Regions from separate parts of the Oryzias latipes genome. Here region 1 is linked to region 2. Evidence: chromatin contacts called from public Hi-C data. All regions are on one chromosome and are shown on one strand. The core of a region is the stretch at or near the end of the contact, and the rest is flanking DNA. Distances in the headings are between cores, read along the strand shown.

Region 1 (6,058 bases), core at 1,857-4,356, 180 kb before region 2:
ACGCCTTTCAAATTCACACATCCATCGTTCCCTCACTCATGAATAAGACCCCCCAAGATACTACAAGTCCACTCAAGGCAGGAGCTCTGGGAGAGAGAGCAAAGCCAATATTTCCAGACAAGAACCATGACCTCAGATCCTGAGATGTTAATTCTCATTGCAGCTTCTGTCCATAAAATTTTATACAGAACTGGTGACAAAGGGCATCCCTGCAGGACCAGCATGCATTGGGAGCAGGTTCTACTCACTCACAGCAATATGAACCAATTATGAAAGACAAAGATTATTATTTTTTTTTTTAATGTATGACCAATAGAAAACAAAAATTGTTGACCAGGTTTGGGCATGTGAGTAGATGCTGGTAGTGAGTAAAAGGATATAATATAATAAAGTATTATGGACTTTGCCCTTTTTGTTGCTCAATAGGAAGGCTCCGCCAGCTTTAGTTGAAGCTCATTCTCAGAAACGGATGACCAAGTCCAGAACATTTTATTCTACCAGAACAAACAACAGAATTTTATTCTGCATCTAAAAATTAAAATAATTTAGTGAGACATTCTTCAGTTCTTCCTATGTGTTTGACATTTTAAAAACATGAATGACAAAAGTTGAGTTCAGAAAAATACGTTTTGCCAGAGTCTGAATCTCTGGTGGTTGTTCTGCTTTGGAGAAACATCTGGATAAATAAGATCACGAAAACATCCAGAAGATTTTGCGAGCTCATCAAATCAGTCGACATAAAAGGCCCAAAACTTTGGCTGCAGGAGCAAATGTGCGTGTGCAGAAAATTTAATAAAATGTACATTTCTATCATAAACTAATACAGGAACAACCAGGTAGAATGAATGTGATTCAAATTAATAAAGGTGAGTTTTGAGACTAAAAATAAAAGATTAATAAAAGTGTCAGCATTCAACCTGAGATCGACTCCTTTATCCATTCTGGACAAAAAGCGCACAGCATCCTGGCAGAGGCCATAACCCAAGAAGAGCACCGCGTTCTCGCTGATGTTGGCCAAGAGCGCCGGGGCAGTGCCTCTGTAGAGACCAAAGAGTCCCACCTCTCTGACGGTGGAAACCAGGGAGTGGATGAAACCACGGTACATGGTTGGAAACGTCTGCATTTTCACCTTGGCTGTGTCGAACGGCTGACCGCTCAGCACACAAGCTGTACCTCCTAAGGTAGGAAGACAAGTTAAATACGGTTGATCCAAAAAAGCAGAAGCTAAAACTCCAGCACCTTTTAGCATCTACTTACAGACCCACTCAGATGAAAATCGTGCATTTTAGCATTTTCTTGTGGCATTTTTCTCATGATGGAGGAAATTGTACTTCAAATTGCATTTCTGAGTATTTCTTTTCTCAAAAAATTGGAACGTTAAAACGTTTATAGATCCGATGTAGAAGCTAATACACAGCAAGCCACAAACTGGAAACATGAATGATGGGAAATTGGAGTGAGCTTTCTTAATGAGCGCTTGTTAAAACTTCAGATTTATGATTTCTAGGCAGAGAGCTGCACTCTCCACAAATAATTATGTTGTTCCTGAAATTATTTATACTTGACTTGAAGGAAGAGCCCAGACAAATCAGGCACCTCTGCACAGCCAGCTTTCCTGTCCTCTCTGACCTCAATGAGTCACAGCAGGGGGGTATTCCAGGAAGCATGTTTAAACTACCCTGACTTTAACCCTGAACTCTGGCTGAAGGCCGCCTGAACTTGCTTACTCTGGGTATGTCAGTTCCAAAAGACCGAATATGAGTTAACGTAGTTATGCTCGACTTGGCTCCTTCACCTCTCTGAATACAAACTAACCTTCAACTAAACCTGCTCCAGACCAGGTTATGTTCAGAGCATGAGTTGCTATGGCAACTTGACATACCCTGAAACACACCTCTGTCTTTGGAACCGAAACCTGAGGTTATCCTCAGGTTATTACTTAGCCTCAAACTTACCGTGTTAACTCACATAACCTGCTTTTTGGAACCCCCCCAGGTGGTCTTCCCCAAACTTTTGTATTAGAGGGGCTTTTTCTCCCCCACTATTGATCAAATGCATGTCATGTCATGTAATGTAATCTATCAATTATTTTAATCCATTTTTGCCAAAAAAAAATTTAATTGCTTTTATGCTTTATAGCATTCAACCAATTGTTTACCTGTTTCTCTTTATTTTTTATTTTTTTTAATTAAGGTATCTTCTGCCATTTTTTGGCGCTTCACTACTTCTAAAATTTTTCATCTATTAACTATTTAACAACTATTAAAATGTTCAGCTCTTTCACCTTTTTCCAGCTATGGCTTTTGGTCCTTCAAATCCTTGAACTTTTTAAGAACCTAGGATTTCCTGGTTTTTGCCTCCATTGAACTACATGGGGAATCCTTTGTGCAGACTATCGCTGGTTCGATACCCGGCGTTGGCATTTTTCACAAAAATATCTTTGTGCTGTTTTCCCTTTATTTATGCTCAACTTTGATCATTTATTTGTTTATTTTTGCCAATTATTACCCTTTAAGTTTCATTTTCATTCATTAATAAAGCATTCAACCCTGCTTTTTTTCTAGAAATGCAGCTCCTTTTAGTTGTGCGTGTGACTTTTTCACTGCATACCTGCTGCTCCAGCAGAGAAGTCTATAATTGCTTGGGTTGTTGGATTTGGAGCCATGGCAATGACTGAAAAGGAAGGATTAAATTAAGAAAAAAAAATAAAACAAAACAACAACAAATGTAATAAAAAAAAAAGAAAAAAAAAACCTGAAACAAGATTTAATGGGGGGGGGGGGGGACCCAAAATTTGAGAATATTTGTAAAATCAACAACAATCACAATAATAATAATAATAATAATAATAATAATAATAATAATAATAATAATAATAATAATAATAAAACTTAGACATAGGGATGTCAAACGCATTACTACTTCCTTACCTTGAGTCCGGATTACACAGAATTTAAAATCGATTTAAACATCTGAACATTTCCATGAGAGCAACTGATCCTCTTAGCTTTACTTTGAGGCGCTCCTTTTGTCCGTTGACGCGAGTTAAAGCAAAACTTCACGGTCTTCCGTCTGGGTACCTGACGCAAGCGCACAAGGAGCTGTTGCAATCAAACAGTGGAGACGTTAACAAGCAATAGACGAGTTGGTTCAAGAGGAGGGCTTCTAGAAGAATGCTGTCACAATGCTGCCATCTGGTGGACAACCAGAGGCATTATGAAAAACTCAACAATGAACTCTTAAATTCTTCTTTGTCCTGATAAAACATACATTTAGGGGAAAAAAGAACTGAACAATAGGGACAGGAGTTTTTGTTAATAAGTAGTTAGTTTGCATACTCTTATTTTTTGGTTTAGCATGGAAACCTTTAATTTCTCTATTTTATTTGTAATAAATTTGAAATGTTCAAAGGTTTTCTCTTTCATATTTTTCAGAGAAAATATTTCATTATCTGGTCTAATTTTGAAGAAGTCGTCTAAATACTTCAAACCAAACTTTATTTCTAAAAGAAAAAATAATTCATACTTTCATAATTTGAATACCTCAGAGTGCTTTACAGTTAAAAAAAGACATTAAAAAAAGATATATATATGTATAAATGGTAGCCGACAAAATTTAAAACAACCACTTTATGCCAGAAATTATTTAATGAAAAACAAATGTCACTTTTACACAGCAGAAAAAAAGTTTTTGACAGGTCTGTGTCATAAATAGTTGTAATATGATGTTCTATTCACCCCATTTTATCTTATCATTTGCTATATTACTACAATATTTTACCATTCTGACTATAAACTCTAAAATAGAGGTCACCAAACTCTGAAAGTGATTGTGGGTGGCTCTAAGAGCCCTTGTGGGTCAGTCTTTGAAGGACTTGACAGAATACGTTATTCTGTGGGCCGCCACTGCACCGCTCCCTCTGCAGAAGAGTGGAGCATGAAGGCATCTCTCACTCTAAAGGTCTCGTTAGAAGAGTTGTTGGTGTAGGAACCAAAACTATTCGGCCTCAACCTAAACAGCGTTGGGTCGGTCGTAAAAAAACAAAACAAAGACATACGCATGCGCGGAGAGAATGCATGAACGTTACCGGAAGTTTTTTTTCTCCAAAAACTTTATTAAATTTAACAATTTAACAATGTAAAACAGCAACAAGGAACAAACCAGGGGGTTATTATTACCTTTTACACAAAAAACATTGAAACTGATGCACAGATCGAATGTTTTAATGGCTTTCTTATTGTGTTCATGTGTTGTTTAAACTCATTGATAAAGATGGAAAAATGAGGGGTATGATTTGTAACTTTGGATTTATGAATGTGCCACTTGCATAAAAACAATGAAAGGTTAATGATGTATAATTGTTACTTTTTATGAGATGGACAGTGGGTGAGGCCAAATATAACATGTACTAAGTACAGGCGAAAGTCTGGGTCAATGTGTGCGGAAATGAAATTACAAACTTTAGACCATAGAGTAGTGGAAAAGGGACACGACCAAAATAAATGTACAGTATCTACAGGGTGTTCTTGACAAAAAGAGCAGGTTACATCAATATCTTCTTTGAACCTTTGCAGATATAGTTTGGATGGGTAGAATTTATGGGTATTATTATTGAAGGTTTTAACAATTGTTTGCAAAATATTATTGAATCGGTCTGAAAAAGTCATATTATTTTCGTGATTTTCCTTAAAAACAATTTCTTAGTTAATTAAAATGTTTTTTTTTTTAGAAATAATGAGTTAATAAAAAAAATCCACTTTTGTTTAAATTGAATCACAAGTATGAAAATAACAGGAATGTTTGACATATGTTCTCCTGTCTAAAAAAAAAAACGCCATGTAATATTTAAACATTTAGATTTAGAATATTGTTAGAAAAATTGTATCGGATGAAAACTGTTCCTCGAAAATACAGATTAACCGACTGTGGAGTCTTTTAATTTGACAAACAAATGTAATTGGAGGTTCAGACATACCTTTGTTTGATATTATTGGTCCAAATTGATTTCCTTATGTTTTAAAAGAAGCAGATGTGTATTTAGCCACGCCCCCTTTCAAATATGTCCAGCATGAACAAATACATTCAGTCCTTTTGACATTACATTTAGACAAATAAACAAAAAAGGTGAGTAAACGTCATCAAACGTGAAACGGTTTTTCCTCTATGTAAACAGTTCTGTGCTAATTTTGCTATATTAATGTCAACCATACTGTGATGTAAAAAAATAAATAAAAAGCATTTATTCATGTTGTTCTGGTGGTTTTCCAATGTTCTAGAATACTTTTGTTTCTGTGACTCACAGTAATTGTGAACATTTCCTCTTTAGGAGAAACCCTGCAGCAGAAAAACTCCTGACAGAGATTTAGTTCCTCCAGAGTCGCCCTCACTGCCCAACAGTAACTTCAGTCATCCGTCTACAAAGAGCTTGCTTTGGCGCTACAATCAGCAGAGGATGAACCCCTCAGATTCAAGGATATTTGATGTCCAAACTTGTTCTGTCCTGAAACCACCACTTAAACTGGAAATGGGAAATCACAGCTGTGAAAAGATGTGTCTTTGCAGCTTTTTTGTTTTTGTTTTTGACAGAAATGAGATATAGCAGTTGAGCCCTTGGCTGGCGGTCCTATGCGGCCCGTTAAGCTATTTCATCTGACCCACCTAACTGGAAAAATGTTATTGATAATCCTAGTTATTGTTTCATTGTCCTATATTTCAAGTGACTTCCCATAAATGGTGCTCAATAGAAACATTGACCTTTGTTTAGGTGCTGATAAATTATTCTGCATTGGTGTAGTGTTGGAAGATTTTTTTTTTCTGACATTCATGTGTGGCTCCTGAGTCGGACAGACTTTTTTCCGGTCATTCCAACCCCACGTGAATGCAGCATTTCTCTAAGTTTGCCCTGGGACATCAACCCATTGCACTAAAATGAGACCAAAAGCCACAGTCTTAAAAAAATAAAACTCTATAATGTTCTGTTTTTAAAATATATGTATTATTTTTCAATCAAAAAGCATGTTTTCATCCAAATACCATGTTTTTTATTTCTGTTATTAGG
Region 2 (6,497 bases), core at 3,116-5,615:
CCTGAACTCGTTTCAAGATTGCTCGACATTTTTTGTTGCACCAATAATGTTAGGTTGTGAGGGGCTGTAAGCTAGCGAGAGAAAGTGTAAACAGATGGGTGATGGGGATAGGGACGGGGGGCAAATTTTAATGTACTCCTGCTGCTCTGCAGAAACTACACAGGTTTTTAGATTTGGGCTAAAACGGTATATTCATAAATCAAAGACCACTGGGAACCTTTTTAACATTATGTGTGTTGTCTTTTAAGATCACAATTCTGTTTTATTATGCTGTTTGTTATGAATTGATTATAAAATTGGAATTGAAATGTCCCATGGGAGAGTAAGCTGCAGGAGAAACCTCCGCAATACAATACAGGGATTTGTATCTTTTTTACCTTGAATTTTGAAGGGCACTCAGAAATATGTTACTGGAAGCTCCTTCATTTCCTTCATGTGTCACTTTCAAAGCAGTTTGACCAAGAAAAGTCCATCATTCTCACTCATACCGTGCAGCATGTAATTGTTTTGCACTATCTATACCACAAACAGCAATGACTGTTGTCATAGAAACAACAACTTCATTACACTTCATTTACCCCACAAATATAACATTAGGATGCAAAGCTGTAATGTGACAAAAACCCACATATGTCTCAGTTGAGAGTCCATTATTGAATTATTTTCATAGTTGTCACTTTTGCTATGTAAAGATGGTTCCACACCTACTCTTTTATTTTCCTTTGCAGTGTTTACAGACTCCACAAGGTAAAAATGAAGAACCTTTTAGTGTCTTGCCTGGAGGAATAATCCACCCACAATATATACAGTCCGGAGCCATTTAGCTGCAGACTCCACTTAGGGTTTCTCCGGGGCTTCCTTCCAGACCTAACGAGACAAAATGTGGACCACATTTTTTCCAGACACTTTGTACAGCATAACCCAGGCACTGCCAACAAACTGCACCACAATGCCTCATTATCACTTTTATTTTCCTCCTGTGACTGACCATTTGTTGATTGGTTGAAGAGCAAAAATATAGAATGTGATGAGGTAAACATTAGAGGCCTAAAGCCACTCTGCCATGAGCTGGCTGTAATACATTTTGCTTATGCTGCACAAGGAAATCTGCTGAACAATAAGGGGCCATAATGAGCTTCAGCTCTTGGAAATGACATCACTTTATTAGTATGCGCTGGTGACACATCGCCTTTTGAATTTTATTCAATAACTGGTAATGTAGAAATCAATATAAATCCAATTTGTTTCTGTAAATGTCAGATAACTGCTACTTTCTTCTGGATCTGTTGATTAATGTCCTTTAAAATTAGGACTGAGTTATTTTTGGAATATTTGAGTTGAATAGGAAACCAGAGGAGAGGCCCAGATTGTCTTCTCTGTTCTGTTACTCTGCAAATGTGGGGCTTTAATCTTCAGGAGCAGCTCAAGGATTGGAAGAAAATACACCAGCTGGATTAAGGACTTCTCCACCCAGGAGACACTTCCCGGATAAGTGCATTACCTTGAGTCATTTTGGCTGGTAAAGTTTTAGTTTAAAACTACTTGTATCAAACTACCTTAGATTTGATTTCTTTTGGTTGTTTTACCCCTAAAAATTATGAAAAATGAAGGATTAAATTATGGTAATTTCTGGTTATTTTGATGGCAGAAATAAATACAATACAGGGTTTTGTTTTTGTTTTTTACTTAAAGCATTTTTTGATGGGACAAAATAAAAAAAATCTTCAAGCTGGTATTCGCAGTGGCCTTGTGGTATAGAGTGTCTGCCTGAAGGTTGTGAGTTCAAACCCACAGTTGACTTTAAAAGTTGGACCCATTGCCTCCCTGCTTAACTTTTAGAAATAAAGGATTTGGATTTGAACCAGCATTTGGTTGAACCACCAAATGGTTACCGGCTGCAGATGGCAGCCCACCGTTCCCCCAGGGGATGGATCAAATATGGGGAACATATTTGATCCATCCCCTGGGGGAACATCACGTAACACTAAAACTTTTTTTTTTAAAAGCAGCATATTGAAGTCAGTGGTGTCTTTAAAAAAAATGCAAAAGTTGTCTTGATTTCTAAATAAAAGTCAGGGTCACAAAGTTCTGTTTGAACATGTCACAACAGGTACTGATGAGGTAAATACACAAATATCTGGTCATAATATTATAGCAAAAACAACATTAAAGCACGAGGGGTAATAATTTGACTGAACCTAAGGACTCAAGTTGAGGTCATTTTCAACAAATAGTCTAGAGTTTACCAGTAAACATACTAACTGTGTCTGGAAAAAAAGTGTTACGTGATGTGAATTTAAAGCTCCTCATACTGTGAAGAGCATTCTTCAACTGTGTGGTAAAAAAATTGCACTTTGGAAAATGATGGCTTGGTGTTTTTATTTTTTAGTTCTTCTAATGTTTCATTTATAAATTCATTTTTGTATCCAATTTCAGACTGTTCAGGGTAACATAAAATTCTCCAGAGCCTTATTTCAATGTAGAATACATGGAGTTGGTCTGTAAACCCACTCGTGTTTAGCAGAAGTGTGCATCTATTGTAAAACATTTCATATAACCTCACTGCATTCCTTTGCAGTCAGTTTTTTGTACCTCCACACCCAAGCTTTGACCCTGAGGCTGGAAAAATTCTTTTCATTTCCTATGTGTCTTCCCCCCCCCCCCCCCCCCCCCATTAAAAAGAAACACATCTCTTTCCTCACGTCAAGGTTAAGTTCTATATAAGAACCATAAACAATGCTGACTAAAACCACTACAGAAGTATTTTTTCTTTCTTTTTTGTTTTTGTTTTACCTGTTATCTTAGCAAAAGATGTGGCCTGTACTTATTTTCAATGTCAGTGCGATTTTTGGGCTAAACTATTTTAATGTATGCTAAAAGAAGAAGTGTTTGTTGCAAGAACAAATAACAACAACAAAGCTTTTTAAAATTACCATGCACATTTGATTTGATTTGATTGCTTTTTATTTCAATCATTAATTGTAGTCAATACAATAAAACAACTAAACAGATTTATCAAACTTATAACAGAAATGATGAAATGCATAGAAAAAAACAGACAAACAAAAATGAAGACACACTTAAGTCACATTTGCTTAATTAAATATAGTGATCATTATCTGAAGTTAAGTAGAGCTTGATTCATTGCTTGAAAAGGAGTGGTAAGAAGCAAGTTTATATAATCCCACCCCAACTGAGTTATTTCATTTTATAGTTTTCGTCATCCGGTTCTGATCAGATAGATTCTTTACAAGTAACAAAATCAAGTGCTTATTGATGAATGCAAACATCTATACTGTTTCTATGAAGACTCTCATTCATCTAGGTAGATTCCATCACAGTAGTAGGTTTAAAGGTTGTCATCTGGACTTGGTTTTCACAGTTGAAGATGTTTCACCTCTTATCCACAAGGCATTTTATCTAAGCATCAGGGATGTCACAATTCTTTTGGTTTAAAACCAAACCGTGTGTTACACCATGCATTGAACCAAATCGTTGGTACAGTGAATAGTTGCATACGTCCTGCATACCAGTGTGTTTACATTGAAAGAATCAAACATGTGTTGTGCTCAATTTAAAAAGAATATAAAAGTTATTGTTTTATTACATTACACTGCGCCTCAGTAAAAACTAACTAAAAGGTTTTTCGTCATTGCTGCTTGCTTAGCAGCAAAAAAAAAAGATTATTTGTAGTTTTTTTAATACACTTTTCATTTGGTTGCTTTAGCAGGACTGAGCATGTATTGTGTGTTTTAATGAGTTAATATTACTGATGATTGTTTGTCTCTGCTCTGAGTAACACCAGCAAAGGAAGTTTCTATTGGAAAAATAAAGTAATTTTGATTTGATTTGATTGATGAATTGTAATACACAAATCATTTCAAACCAAAATCAAACTGTAACCCAGAATCAAGGTTTAAACCACATTGTTAGGAAATTTAATCATAACACATGAAGTATTTCATTATTTATTTGAATGTACCAGTGAGCAACACATACATATAATAGTATGTTTAAAAAATCAATTTAAAATTTAGATAGCATTTTGGTCATATTAGGATAATTTATTATACTCTTGATTATTTTATTATATAGAATGATGATGAAAAGGGTGTTTTTATATCTCTTTTATTTTGCTCACTTTAATTGCATAAATTGTATTGATATTATATAAAACTGTCATACATCGTCATTAATTATTGTGTATTTTGGAACAGAATGAAACGAACAAGCTACAGCTAAAAATAAAACAACTTCATAAAAAATATACTTATGTCATAACTTCATATGAAGCTTAAATAGCTAATATCTAATTATAAAATCGAACTTAAACCTTTTTTGAGTTCAGAAGTTGTGATATGCTTCCATCTAGTGGCAGTCATGCGCAGTACTGACATGTCTGACGTCATACAATAACAGGAAGTAGAAGACAACCACGCCGCCGGAGGATTTGCTACATTCTCCCGGTGTATGGATGATAAATGTTCCATTTTTATGACTAAAACCTAAAAATAAGTCTCAAAATTATAAAAGAAATATGGTCAACTTTTAGCTTTTTTGCTCATGTTTGTCTTTACTAGCCCCCTCTTTGTCTATATGTGAGCTTTTGAAGAGGCTCAATGGAGAAATACACGCAGCTTAAGGTCGTCGGGGAAGGCTCTTTCGGTCGGGCCGTGTTAGTTCAATGGATAAGCACTCAGGAAAAATATGTAGTCAAGGAAATCCAGCTGCCAAAGGTACGTACAAAAAAATCACCGTGAAAAATATGAAAGAATTGAGACTTTTAAATCTCATTCTGCCTCCCAAAAGTAAATAATTTATTTTCTGTTTTATAGAATGAGTCCAAGTTGAGGGATTCAAGAAAAGAAGCCATCCTCCTGTCAAGAATGAAACATCCCAACATAGTGGCCTTTAGGGAGGCATTTGAGAGTAATAATCTTCACTTTCATTCTTTTAAAGTGTTTTGGATTTGAGTTGCAGAGTTAAAAACGTGATTGTTCTTCAGTGACTGACCTCCTGTGTATTGTTATGGAGTACTGCAGTGGAGGAGATCTTCTCCAGAGGATTCAGCAACAGAAAGCGACCAACTTCTGCACTGAAAATGTAAGTCTTGAACGCACACAAAAAAAGTTCCTATTTGTGCTCCTATAATAACCACGGAGAATTTCCCAGATATTGAGATGGTTTGCTCAGATGTGTGCCGGTGCCCAGCACATCCATGACAAGAGAGTCCTGCACAGAGACTTAAAGTCCAAGGTACTGTACTGTGAGTTTGACAGTAACTACTTATAGTTTTATCTGTAGATGTAGCACAGACTAAATATATGACCATATCAATCACTTTAGTTTCATTCATGTAATTATCTTGGTAAAAAAGAGAGGGCATCAACATCTCTTCTACACAATATGTAAAGATTTTAACTTCACTATTTGCGCTTTTTTTTCCCCAGAACATTTTTCTGACAGGTGATGGCTCAGTCAAGCTCGGGGACTTTGGTTCTGCTTGTGTTCTAAACAGGTACATCAAACCGTACTACTTTTGGTTGTATGACAAAGAAAAATGGAAAGGAACGGTTAGGGCGGAGCTACCTTCCGCTGATTGGCAGAAGGTCATTAAGACAAAGCCAACATTTCCCAGCATTCAATTTTTTGTCTTTTAGTCAATCTTTATCGGTAAAAGATGCCTGCAACAAACAGCAATGCCTGGTCAGCACTGGAAATACAAATGCTCCTTGCCATCCTTGGCAATAGCGTGATTCAGAGTCAGGCTGGATCACTGTTGCTGTAGTCACAGTATTATGACACAAAGCAGTCATCCACACCCCATATGCATCGTGACGGTCCAACTTTAAAAGCAAAAGCTCACCTAATCCATTCTAAACTGGACCGTACCGCTCATGAGGCTGCTGCATTTTTAGACCGTAAATTACATAGTTACTGTTTTTTCTGTCTCGAATCTGTGATTTGTTGCAGCTCAAAGGCGTACGCTCATGCATATGTTGGGACACCGTATTATGTGGCACCAGAAATCTGGGACAACAAGCCATACAACAATAAAAGGTGTGTTGCACAAAATATTTTTTATCTTATTTTGTTTTTTAAGAATCTAAAAATTACAAATGAGGAAATGTATTGCAACACTTTCTACATTTTTGTTTAGGGAAGTGGAATTAAAATATCTAAATGTAGTTAGTGCATGAACAGCTTGAAAGAAATCGCTATACAAGTATTTACCATCTTAGTATGGCTTGAAGTATTTCAGCTACTGGTTATGGGAGCATGAATGGAGTACTACTGATGCTGAATGCAGAAAATGTTAGTTTTACTCCAGAAAGGATTAACCAAAAGCCAAAGAGCAGCTGGAAACCAAATGCCTCAAAACGTTGCACAAAAAATAATACATTTTTGTGTTTGCAGTCAGATTGGGATCTTTTACTATGTTAACAAAAATATTAACAATACCTTGATTCTTGCAGCTTTTCCCCTTTGCAACAGTT

The links. Hi-C and Micro-C count contacts between places; a contact is called where the count stands out from the background.
Region 1: a Hi-C map of gastrula embryo shows a contact between it and region 2, with 4 times the contacts expected there. The contact joins the promoter of LOC101171685 here to the promoter of nek3 in region 2. A contact is called at or near these places in 2 of 5 Hi-C or Micro-C datasets (fibroblasts and gastrula embryo).

The regions. Positions count from the first base shown.
Region 1 is chr13:7,382,315-7,388,372 of ASM223467v1, reverse strand. LOC101171685 (mitochondrial ornithine transporter 1) reads right to left here and starts at 3,106. Exons shown (of 7, transcript XM_023961998.1): 1 at 2,931-3,106; 2 at 2,611-2,673; 3 at 918-1,176. The coding sequence starts at 2,665.
Region 2 is chr13:7,202,519-7,209,015 of ASM223467v1, reverse strand. It overlaps nek3 (serine/threonine-protein kinase Nek3), which reads left to right and starts at 4,365. Exons shown (of 14, transcript XM_023961811.1): 1 at 4,365-4,468; 2 at 4,581-4,736; 3 at 4,836-4,929; 4 at 5,006-5,103; 5 at 5,173-5,256; 6 at 5,451-5,518; 7 at 5,974-6,060. The coding sequence starts at 4,620.